Linked DNA regions of Ovis aries: region 2 is linked to region 1. Evidence: chromatin contacts called from public Hi-C data. All regions are on one chromosome and are shown on one strand. Each heading gives the region's core, a stretch centred on a gene start, on an enhancer-like site or on the middle of the called end of the contact. The rest is flanking DNA. Distances are from core to core; before and after follow the strand shown. Region 1 overlaps MAP4K4 (mitogen-activated protein kinase kinase kinase kinase 4). Region 2 holds the start of MAP4K4 (mitogen-activated protein kinase kinase kinase kinase 4).

Region 1 (4,898 bases), core at 687-3,186:
AGTCTTTTTTCTTTCTTTTTAGAAAACCTTCTTTCTTACATGGGGCTTCCCTGGTGACTCAGAGGGTAAAGAATCCACCTGCGATGCAAGAGACTCAGGTTCCATCCTTGGGCCGAGGAGATGCCCTGAAGGAAGGGCATGGCAGTCCACTCCAGTATTCTTGCCTGGAGAAGCCCATGAGCAGAGGGGCCTGGCGGGCTGCAGCCCGGTGGGGTCACAAAGAGTCGGGCACAGCTGAGCGGCTTTCTTACCCAGCTTTCCCAGAGTGGGGTTGGAGGTACTTGGGTGCAATTTGGGCAGTAAGAGGGTGAATTTGGGCAATAAGGGGGTGAACGGTGGAGGGGGTAAGGGTGGCTGGGATACTTATATGGAACTGATTCAACAGGTGCCTTCAAGCTGCTTTTTGTCACTGGCTGTTGAACCTTGAGCCCCTCAGAAGTGAGTATCACGCCCAGTTACACACTTTCCACACACACCAGACTCCACCTCTGTGTGGTCCTGGAGGAGCCAATGGAGGGCAGGTGTCAGCTGTCCTCACCAGGCTGGTGGCTTACCATCTCCTCCCAGGACAGGTGACCCAGGGTCTGGCAGGTCAGCCTGCGACTGTCCTCCCGGAAAACAGCACTTCCCAGGCTCTGTGGGGTTTGGTTCTCTCTGTGTTCTCTGTTATCTTTTCTTCTGAACCTCCCTCCCTTCCAGGGTGGTTGTTCAGTTGTGTCTGACTCTTTGTAACCCCATGGCCTGCAGCACGCCAGGCTTCCCTGTCCTTCACCATCTCCTGGAGTTTGCTCAAATTCATGTCCATTGAGTTGGTGATGCCATCCAGTCATCTTATACCTCAGGGTTGTAAAGTGGGTTCAAATTAATTTTCCCTTGGACTTTAAAGTTTTATGACATGCCGTCACCCCGAGGTACTGAGCCTGGTCTGTGAATGAAAGATAAGTTGGCTGTCAGTAGTAATAAAACAAACAGCCCCGGAATAACCACATGACCACACAGGTTTAAAGTTCTCAGGCTGTGTTCACAGTACACCAGCCAGGCTTTTATTGAACAGTTAGCTTCTGAGAGCTTCCTGTTCTTATCTGACAGGCTGACAGACTCATCTCATTTATCTCATTTGTCCAACTGTGTGCTGTTTCATTCTTGGCTCAGGGCAGAGTGCCACGCCCTACACCAGCCTGCATTTTTCTCAGGTCCCTTTCTTCTTCCTAGAACACCCTGCCCAGGTTCTGATTATCCGGGTTGACAAGCTCACGCCTTGTGCCAGAGGCACTGGCATTAGGAAGTTGCAGGGAGGAGGAGGAAGGAAAGAAAGCGATGCCCTGTGTCCCGAGCCAGGTGCTGCGCTGGTGCTGTCGCCAGCGGGGATTCGCTTGCATCTTGTGATCTGGATCCCCATGTAGCCTGAGAGAAGACAAGAGGCTTTCAGCAAGGTTAACAAGTTAGCTGTCTGTGGTCGTGGACTTGAAGGTTCAGAGTTGGAATGCAGGTTCATCCCCTAAACCGCACTGAGAGTTTTGTATGGTCTTCACTGCCCTGCATCCGACCGTGAAGCCATGTCAGTTCCAGAACTCTTCCTGTGGGTGGCAGGCTCCTGCTCCGGGTACATCAGCAGCTTCGCCCCTGGTGTTGCAGGACACTGCCAGCCCTGTGCCTGTTGCAGAGTAAATGGTGACGGTGACCCGCATTTACTGCATGTCTTGTGCCTGCCAGGAGTCACTTAGCTGCGGCAGTGGAGCTTCCTTGTACACACTATTGCATCCAGTCCCTCCAGTTAATGCCAGGAGCTGAGCACTCTTATTATTTCCATTTTTTATGTAGATGATGAAACTGAGGCTTTGAGATGCTTTTTCAGTTTGCCTGAGCTTCTGTAGAGCTGGTCAGTGGCAGAGCTCTGATTTCCTTGTTAAACTCACCCGCTTTCCCAAATCAGCCTCTGATGAAAACAGTCTCTTCAGCGCACACTCCCGCCAACACCCCCAGGCTCTTTCAAAGCCAGTCTTTGTTGGAAATAAGAGTTTTTGAAATGTGCCTTTGGCATTTTGCACAGAAGCATTCTCACTGTGCTGGTCACAGGAGGCCGTGGAAACACATTCCCCGAGGACTTGGTGAAGCAGGGTCCGTATCCATCTTCTTCATGGAGGTTCTGGATCCTGAGATGTCAAGTCACTGACATCCTGGGGTTTGTTATGCAGCAGGGGTGTGGGTTTTAACAAGTAGGTAGACCACTTTGAGCATTTTATTTTAGACTTCTATTTCATTTTTATTATTTTTTCTTGGCTGTGCTGTGTGGCATGTAGGATCTTAGTTATCTGACCAGGGATCAAACCCATGCCCCATGCAATGGAAGATGGATTCTTAACCGCTGGGCTACCAGGGAGTCCCCACTTTTAGCATTTCTATGTGTTATTCCTTCCAGACAGTTTTGTCTGCAAGGATCCACTTGAGGTTTGTTTAACCCAAACGTGTGACTGTAAGATACCCAGTGAAAACATTTCCAAGGTCCAGTCACTGTCTAGAAGGCAGTCCATTTATTTGCAGCAATACTCATAATAGAAATTGCCGACACACTAAGGGACTTGGGTGATTGCTATGGATTTAATCAGTTATGCATCTTTTTAAGACAGGTGCATAACTGATTAAATGTGGTTTAAAGAGTTGAGGGCCATTCGCACCAAGATGATTTAACTTTTTAAACCACAGAAGGCTGAGGCAACAGTGTCTTGTGGGGGTGGGGCTTTATCGTTGGTTCCTGTTTCTGGTGAAGTGAAGAGGAGGAGCAGTTGACCAGCCTGGTGTATGTGGCACTCTGAATTTTTTCCTGTTAATGGGAAAGGTTCAGTTAGAGGGTTCATTGCTTTTGTTTTCCCGGTGTTGGGTGAGCATCTGATGCTGTCTGCATCTTCTGTTTGAGTGGACGTGGGCTTGCTCTCAAGGGTGGAGAGAACCCGCAGGCATCCCTCGGCTTCGGGCACTGGCTGCATGTCATTTGTGCTCCATCGCTTCAGTCATGTCCCACTCTTTGCGAACCCATGGACTGTAGCCCGCCAGGTTGCTCTGTCCATGGAATTCTCCAGACAAGAATACTGGAGTGTCCGTTTCCTTCTCCAGGAGATCTGCCCCACCCAGGGATCGAACCCACGTCTCTTACATCTCCTGCACTGGCAGGCGGGTTCTTTACCTCTAGCGCCACCTGATTTTGTCCTGGTCACGGTATACTGGAGGCTCTCAGTTGGGAAAAGCATTGTTAGCATCCACCCACTAAGCAGAGTAGATTCAACAAAGCCATGGAATGTGTGGTGGCCTGTTGGCTGGTTCTAAAGGGAACAGCGTCCCCTCAGTCCTCACCAGCTGACTTTGGTTGATGACGATTTGTGTGGGAACGGAGGGGGTTGTGAACACGATTTGGTGGGGGGAGCGGTTACAGGACAGTGTTTATCATGGCCACAGAAACCTGGTGGCTTGCCTTGCTCCAGGAGTTTAAGGTGACTGTCCTTTGTCCAGTGAACCTGCTCAGATGAGACGTTCATGCCACTGAGTGGCCGCACCCTTAGGAATACGATGTTTGCTCAGAAACCCAGTGCAGCGTGGACCTTACTGGCTAGATTTGGGAATCACTCGTGAGTAAGCATTACTTTAGCCACCTGATGCAAAGAGCCAACTCAATGGAAGAGACCCCAATGCTGGGAAAGATTGAAGGCAAGAGGAGAGAGGGGTGGCAGAAGATGAGATGATTAGATAGCATCACTGACTCACTGGACATGAGTTTGAGCAACTCTGGGAGATGGTGGAGGCTAGGGGAGCCTGGCGAGCTGCAGTCTGGGGTTGCAAAGAATCGGACACAACTTAGTGGCTGAACAACAGCAAATAACACTAATCACTAATGAGTAAGTTTTGTCAGATGCTTTTTAAAAATTTAATTTGCTGTGTTGATGCCGTTTTTTTTAAGAGCAGAGTGAAAAATTCTCAATTCTAAGCTAGCATCCTTAAAGGTTCCCTTGTGGACCTCCTAGTAAAGGCCCTTTGTGTGTCATGCAGACTGAGTTCACATGACTGGTGCTGGGAATGAATAGCCCTCAGAGGCCCAGAGTGGGGAGGCCGGCCTGGCCAGTGCTCCTTTCACGCTTGTTGTTACTCCCAGCCCCCACCCGGCCACCGTCCTCACCCGGGAGCGCGGTTCAGGGAACAGAAACTCCAGAGCACGGACCCTTTGCGCCCATCCCTGTGTCTGCAAACTGCAGTTTTTTGCACATTGTTCTGCATGAATCCTTTCTCCCCTGGCTCCTCCTTATCTGCCTTTTTATGTCTCCTTGTTAAACAGAGGTGCCTGTTAGTGGGAAAGACGCTGCAGTGGTGCAGAGTCCTGTGGAGTGGTCTTCCTCTCGGAAGGGGCCAGCCCTTCGGGGCCTCGGTTTGGGCTCCAGGGGCTGCTGGACGGGGCGGCTTGCTGTCTGCCTGCTCTTTCCCTGGGCGACGTGCACGTCTGTCTGCAGTGACTGCCCCCTAGCTTTGTGCCTGTCTGGGCAGCTTTATTCACAGCGCGATGCTCACATTTTGTTGTTGTTCAGTCACTGAGTCGTGTCCTACTCTTTGTGACCCCATGGACTGCAGCACGCCAGGCTCCCCTGCCTTTCACTATTTCCTGGAGTTTGCTCAAACTCACGGTCCATCGAGTTGGTGCCGTCCAACCATCTCATGCTCTGTCGCCCCCTTCTCTTCTAGCCTCACATTACAGGTGACCTTTTTTCTCTTGGCCCTTCTGATCTGTTAATCTGAGTTGCAGTTTTGCAAAGTCTTTTGCTCCAGAACCAGAAATTTCAACCTAGGGCGTTTCCCCATCACCCTTCTGCTTTTCCTTTTCAGCAGTTTTAGTCTGCTTTCTTCTAACTAAGAAGTAA
Region 2 (5,318 bases), core at 2,785-5,284, 44 kb before region 1:
TATCTATAGGCTAGGAAGAGAGCCCTCTCCCCAGAACCAAATCAGCTGGAACCTTGAGCGTGGACTTCCAGCCTCCAGAACTATAAGAAAAGAAATCCCTTTTACTTAAGCCACCCAAGGTATGGTATTCCGTCATGGCAGCCTGAACTACTAATACCCAGCTGTTGATTGAGAATGTGGTCCCCAGCCTCAGAGCTGCTTCTGCATGAAAAGCTAACTAACTTTGTAGAGTCTCAAACCAAACCTTCCTTTGCTACCATCACTCAGGAACTCCCATCCTCGCCTCGTGGTTTGTGACAGCCTCTTCCCAAGTGTGAACAAGGATCTGTGCTGTGCTAAGTTGCTTCAGTCACTCTTTGTGACCCCGTGGACCGTAGACCAACTGGTTCCTCTGTCCAAGGGATTTCTCCAGGCAAGAATACTGGAGTGGGATTGCCATTTCCTCCTCCAAGGGATCTTCTCGACCCAGGAATGGAATCTGTATCTCTTATGTCTCCCGTATTGGCAGGTGGGTTCTTTACCACTAGCACCCCTGGGGAAGCCCTTCCCAAGTGTGAACCGGGTTCTAAAACACAAGCAAATCTTTTACCTCTCTGTCTGTGCTGCCTCTGGCCTTCCATTAGATGCCCCGTCTTCAGAGCGTCTGGCCCGACACCTCTTGTATCTCCTTTTTCCAGGCCTTATTACCCTGCCCTGTGCTCTTGAGATGTCCTCTTAACAGTCCTCACTGCCATCATTATCTAGCATACAGAAGAGGAAATGGCAGAGGCTCAGAAGTAACACGTGCCAGCTTGCATAACTGATAAATAATAGAACTAGGTTCAAACCCAGTTCAGTTTTGCCCCCAGTCCAGCATACTTGCTGCTAGACTTGTTTAGTGTTCTTTCTACATTGCTAGACTTTTTAACGTTCTGCCTTTAACTGGAGTGATTTATGAAACTGACCTACACCCGTTAGCAGATGGTAAGCTCTTGGAAGGTAGCTTGTCCTGATCGCCCTTATACCCTGGGCGGTGGCTAAGCCCTTGCCCTGGGGAGGGACTTAAGAAAAGGTACTGAATTGAAACTAAGAGACAGTCATCACAATGCTGATACAGAGAAGAGTAGCTTAGGAGATTTAGAAGCAGCTGGTAGAAAGAGGAGTCAGTTTCTGGATTGAACTGGAGGTGATGAAGAGAATTTGGCTAGGCAAAGAAGGGGGTGGTCTGGAGTCGGCCTCAGTGTCACGGAGTTACATTTGAGGCAGGCAGTGAACTTGTGGGCTTCCCTGGTGGCTCAGGCAGTAAAGAATCTGCCTGCAATTCAGGAGACACAGGTTCCATCCCTGCGTCGGGGAGATCCCCTGGAGAAGGAAATGGCTACTCACTCTAATATTCTGCCTGGAGAATCCCATGGACAGAGGGGCCTGGTGGGCTGCAGTCCATGGGGTCGCAAAGAGTCGGACATGACAAAGAGTCACATAACAGTGAACCCGCGGAAGGAGGCTGACTTGGGGGACCCTGGAGTGTCTGCATTGGGGTCAGCTGTGAACACCAGTGAGCACCGAGCAGGTCAATTAATATCTTTAGATGCTGGTTTCCTAATGCAGGGGTCCCCACCCTGTGGGATCTAATGCTGATGCTCTGAGGTGGAGCTGATGTAACAATAATAGAAATAAAGTGCACAAGAAATGTAACGCATTTGGATTATCCCCAAACCATCTCCCCCATCCCCCGTCCATAAAAAAATCGTCTTCCACGAAGTTGGTTCCTGGTTCCCGAAAGGTTTGGGGCCACTCTCCTAATGTGTAAAGTAAGAAAAATAAGAGTACCTACCCTTTTGGGTTAATGCGAAGAATAAGGAGGATAACATATGTAAAGGGTTTAGTACATTGTTTAGACCCAATACATGTTGAGTGAGTGAGTGAGTGAAGTCACTCAGTTGTGTCTGACTCTTTGCGGCCCTGTGGACTGTAGCCCACCAGGCTTCTCTGTCCATGGGATTCTCCAGGCAAGAATACTGGAGTGGGTTACCATTTTCTTCTCCAGGGGAATCTTCCCGACCCAGAGATCGAACCCACGTCTCTTGCATTGGAAGCAGACACTTTAACCTCTGAACCACCAGGGAAGCCCTCTTGTTAATAAGAAATACTACTAAAATATTATTACTAATACTACAATCTGAAAGTTCACACTGACACCAATCTAACTCTCTGAGTAAATTATTTACTTTATACCTATAGATAAGTCCACTGCGGTTGGTAGATTAAAAACCAAATTTATTTAAAAGCACCACTAAGAATTCCCTGGCAGTCCAGTGGTTAGGACCAGGTGCTTTCACTGACATGGCCTGGGTTCAGTCCTTGGTTGTGGAACTAAGATCCCACAGGTCATGGGTGCAGTGCCACACCCCTCGTCCTCACAAGAAAGGCACCATTAAATTCACAGAAACACTGTGCTTACTATGATTTTCCTGATCAATGGATTCCAGGAGTCCCTGAATATATTTTAGCCTTATGAGAGAGTCTCAGAGTTGAAAATCTTGGCGTTTTGGGAGACAGAGGAGTGGGAAACACTGTTCTGGTCCAAGACTAACTTGGCTCAGGCACTTGGTTTGGGAACAGGCTGGTGGGAGTCCGTGCTCCACTTATGGGCTATGCCTTTAAAGACTAGGAAAATCCCTTCGATTCAATCGTTTGGCCACTGGATGTGAAGAGCTGACTCTTGGAAAAGACCCTGATGCTGGGAAAGATTGAGGGCAGGAGGAGAAGGGGACAACAGAGGATGAGATGGTTGGATGGCGTCCCTACTCAATGGACATGAGTTTGAGCAAACTCTGGGAGACAATGAAGGATAGGGAAGCCTGGCACGATGCAGTCCATGGGGGTCACAAAGAGTCTCTCAGACTTGACTGAACAACAACTTCTCTTTCAGCTTCCTCAGCCCTAAAATGAGGTTAGCATCACCCTAGGGCCATAGGAGGGCTTCAGTAGACACTGTGTGTAAACTAAGTACTGGTAAATAATGATGCTGGCGAAGCCCGATCGCAAAGGCCTTGGAGTTTCATCCTGTGAGCCCCAGTTCTCAAACTTCCCGTCGCAGCAACTCAGCATCGCCTGTACAGAGAATGAGGCCTCTCAGGCCTACCCCACACTTGGTGGATCAAACTCTGGAGGTGGGGTAGGCGATCAGCGCCTTTGCAGTCCCTTTCGGTGATTCTTGGACCCTGCGGTGAGGGAATACGGAGCCATTAGGGTGTTTGGCCAGCGGAGTGACAGTGATGCAATGACTGTTTGCAGACCATTTATTCACGTTAAACAGGATGAAACTGTCTAACTGCTGACTGGCTTCCAAAGTTGCCGGAAGAAGCCTGTCCATCGCTCCTCAGCGATCTCTAGGCACAGAACTTGGGGCAAGACTCCTGGTCCTCGCCTCGTCCACAGTGAGGAACTCGGGGCAAGGCAGTGAACGGAGCGGTTCGGATTCAGTTTCCGCCTAAAGTCTCGGGACGCGTCGGCCGAGTGATGCTCGGCGAATCCCCAACTACAACGAGGTCACCGGTTCAGCCTGGAAAAGAAGAGAAAGGACCCGAGAAGCCGCTAGGGAAACCGGAAACGAGGGTCTTCAGGGGCAGACTCGGCGGTGGGGGACGCGAAGGGAAGAAGGGGGGCGCGGGGGCCGGGCGGACCCTCCAGCTCCGGGATCCCGGCGGGGCGGGGCGGGGCGCGGCGGGGCGGGGCTCCGCGGGGGCGGGGGTCGGCCCGCCCCTCCGCCCGAGGCAGGGAGGTGGGGGGTCCGGGCTGGCTTCCCTTTGTCCCGGGTGCGCCCCCCTCCGGCCCCGCGCGCGGTCGCCGCCCGGGCCCCACCCCGCGCCCCCCGCCCTGCCGCCTCCGGGCGCGAGCGCGCTTCCGCCCGCTTTTCCTGCCAGAGGAGGAAAGGGGGAGCTGTTCGCTCTCCTCCGAGTGCGATTTCGGTGTCCCGTGTCTCCTCCTCCCGCGCCGCCACCGCCCCCGCCCCCCGCTCATCTTTGTCTGGCGGCCTCGCGCTCTGGGCTCCACACTCGGCGGCGCCGCGGCCCCTGCTCCGGGCCGCTAGTGCAGGCGCGCGCGGGGCGCGGGGCCGGGGCCTGAGGCGCGGGCGACGCCCGGGGGCCTGCCGGCCGCCCCGGCCATGGAGTGAGCGCCGCCGCCGCCGCCGCCCACCCGCGCTCGCCCCGCCCGCCGCCCCCGGCCTCGCCCGCGGGCCCGCGCCGCCCGCCGGGCCTCCGACGCCCAGAAACACGCCGGAGACCTACTGATCGTGGCCGATCCGCGGAGGCAGAAAGGGAAGATGGCGAACGACTCCCCTGCCAAAAGTCTGGTGGACATCGACCTGTCCTCCCTGCGGGTGAGTGGCGGCCCAGGAGCACCCGGGCGCGGGGCGCGGGGCGCGCGGGGACCCGGGGCCGCGCCCTGGCCGCCCGGGCGCCGCCGCGGGAAGAACCGCGGGTACGGCGGCCCCTTTGTCTGCCCGCGTCGACGGGTGCGGGGGCCCCCGGGGCGCGACCCTTCGCCGGCGCCGCCGCCGCCCGGGACCCCCGGCCCCCGGATCGCGGCCCTTGGGCTCCCGCGACCCCACCGCACGAAGCCCACCGCCGGGGTCGCCGCCCTTTCTCTCCGGCTGTCCTGCTGCTTTATTCATTGTTGTGCTGCTTTCCGACGCTCACCCCTCCCCTCCTTCTCCTCCAGGATCCGGCGGGGATTTTCGAGCTGGTAGAAGTGGTGGGAAATGGCACCTACGGACAAGTCTATAAGGTCGGTGCGGGCGCCTCCTTTGTTTCCCGGGGACGGGTTGAAACTTCTGGTCCGGGGGCGCCGGGGGATGGACACGCCGCCGCCCGGAGGCCACGCCGCGCGGCTGAAGTTGGGAGAGGGGGCTTGCCTCGTCGTCCCGCTGTTTTTTAGCAGAGTTTATATTCACACTGGCCTGAAAAGACCTCATTTCCTGGCTCTCAGATAAGGAAATAACGCTCCACTCTCAGGCATGCACTTCCATAAAATGGAAAAGCGTTTTTTTTTTTTTTCCATCAGGCAGCCTACATGCCCCCCCCCCCCCCCCCCACCCCCGTTTTTCCCAGATCTGGCCTTCGGAGTTAGTGTGTTCATTAAAATTCAGAATAGGCAGGCCTCGCCTGTGATTATCCCAAAGCACTGCCTTGGCCTTGAGAATTGTCTTCGTGTTGCCTTGTTTGAATGTTCGCCGGGAGCCCAGGGAGCGGAGTTTGCTGATACCTGGTTCTGCTTTATCACCAGCATACGTTCTACCGATGGGCGCATATTTTGGGGAACAGGGGAGGGCTGTG

What was found. Hi-C and Micro-C count contacts between places; a contact is called where the count stands out from the background.
Region 2: a Hi-C map of hypothalamus shows a contact between it and region 1, with 2.5 times the contacts expected there. The contact joins the promoter of MAP4K4 here to the enhancer-like site in region 1. A contact is called at or near these places in 5 of 16 Hi-C or Micro-C datasets (blood, hypothalamus and tail adipose tissue).

What each region holds. Positions count from the first base shown.
Region 1 is chr3:99,941,244-99,946,141 of ARS-UI_Ramb_v3.0, reverse strand. All of the region lies in intron 2 of MAP4K4 (mitogen-activated protein kinase kinase kinase kinase 4), which reads left to right. Among named protein-coding and RNA genes, the nearest start is that of TRNAG-UCC, 26 kb to the left of the region's middle. Within about 2 kb of position 1,936, at least 16 of the 54 cell types and tissues checked have an H3K27ac peak or open chromatin away from gene starts, as enhancers often do. A contact at or near this core is called in hypothalamus, where this site is marked.
Region 2 is chr3:99,987,237-99,992,554 of ARS-UI_Ramb_v3.0, reverse strand. MAP4K4 (mitogen-activated protein kinase kinase kinase kinase 4) reads left to right here and starts at 4,034. Exons shown (of 31, transcript XM_060412402.1): 1 at 4,034-4,363; 2 at 4,705-4,770. The coding sequence starts at 4,307. It overlaps LOC132659419 (a long non-coding RNA gene), which reads right to left. Exons shown (of 2, transcript XR_009599868.1): 1 at 4,683-5,318; 2 at 3,264-3,544.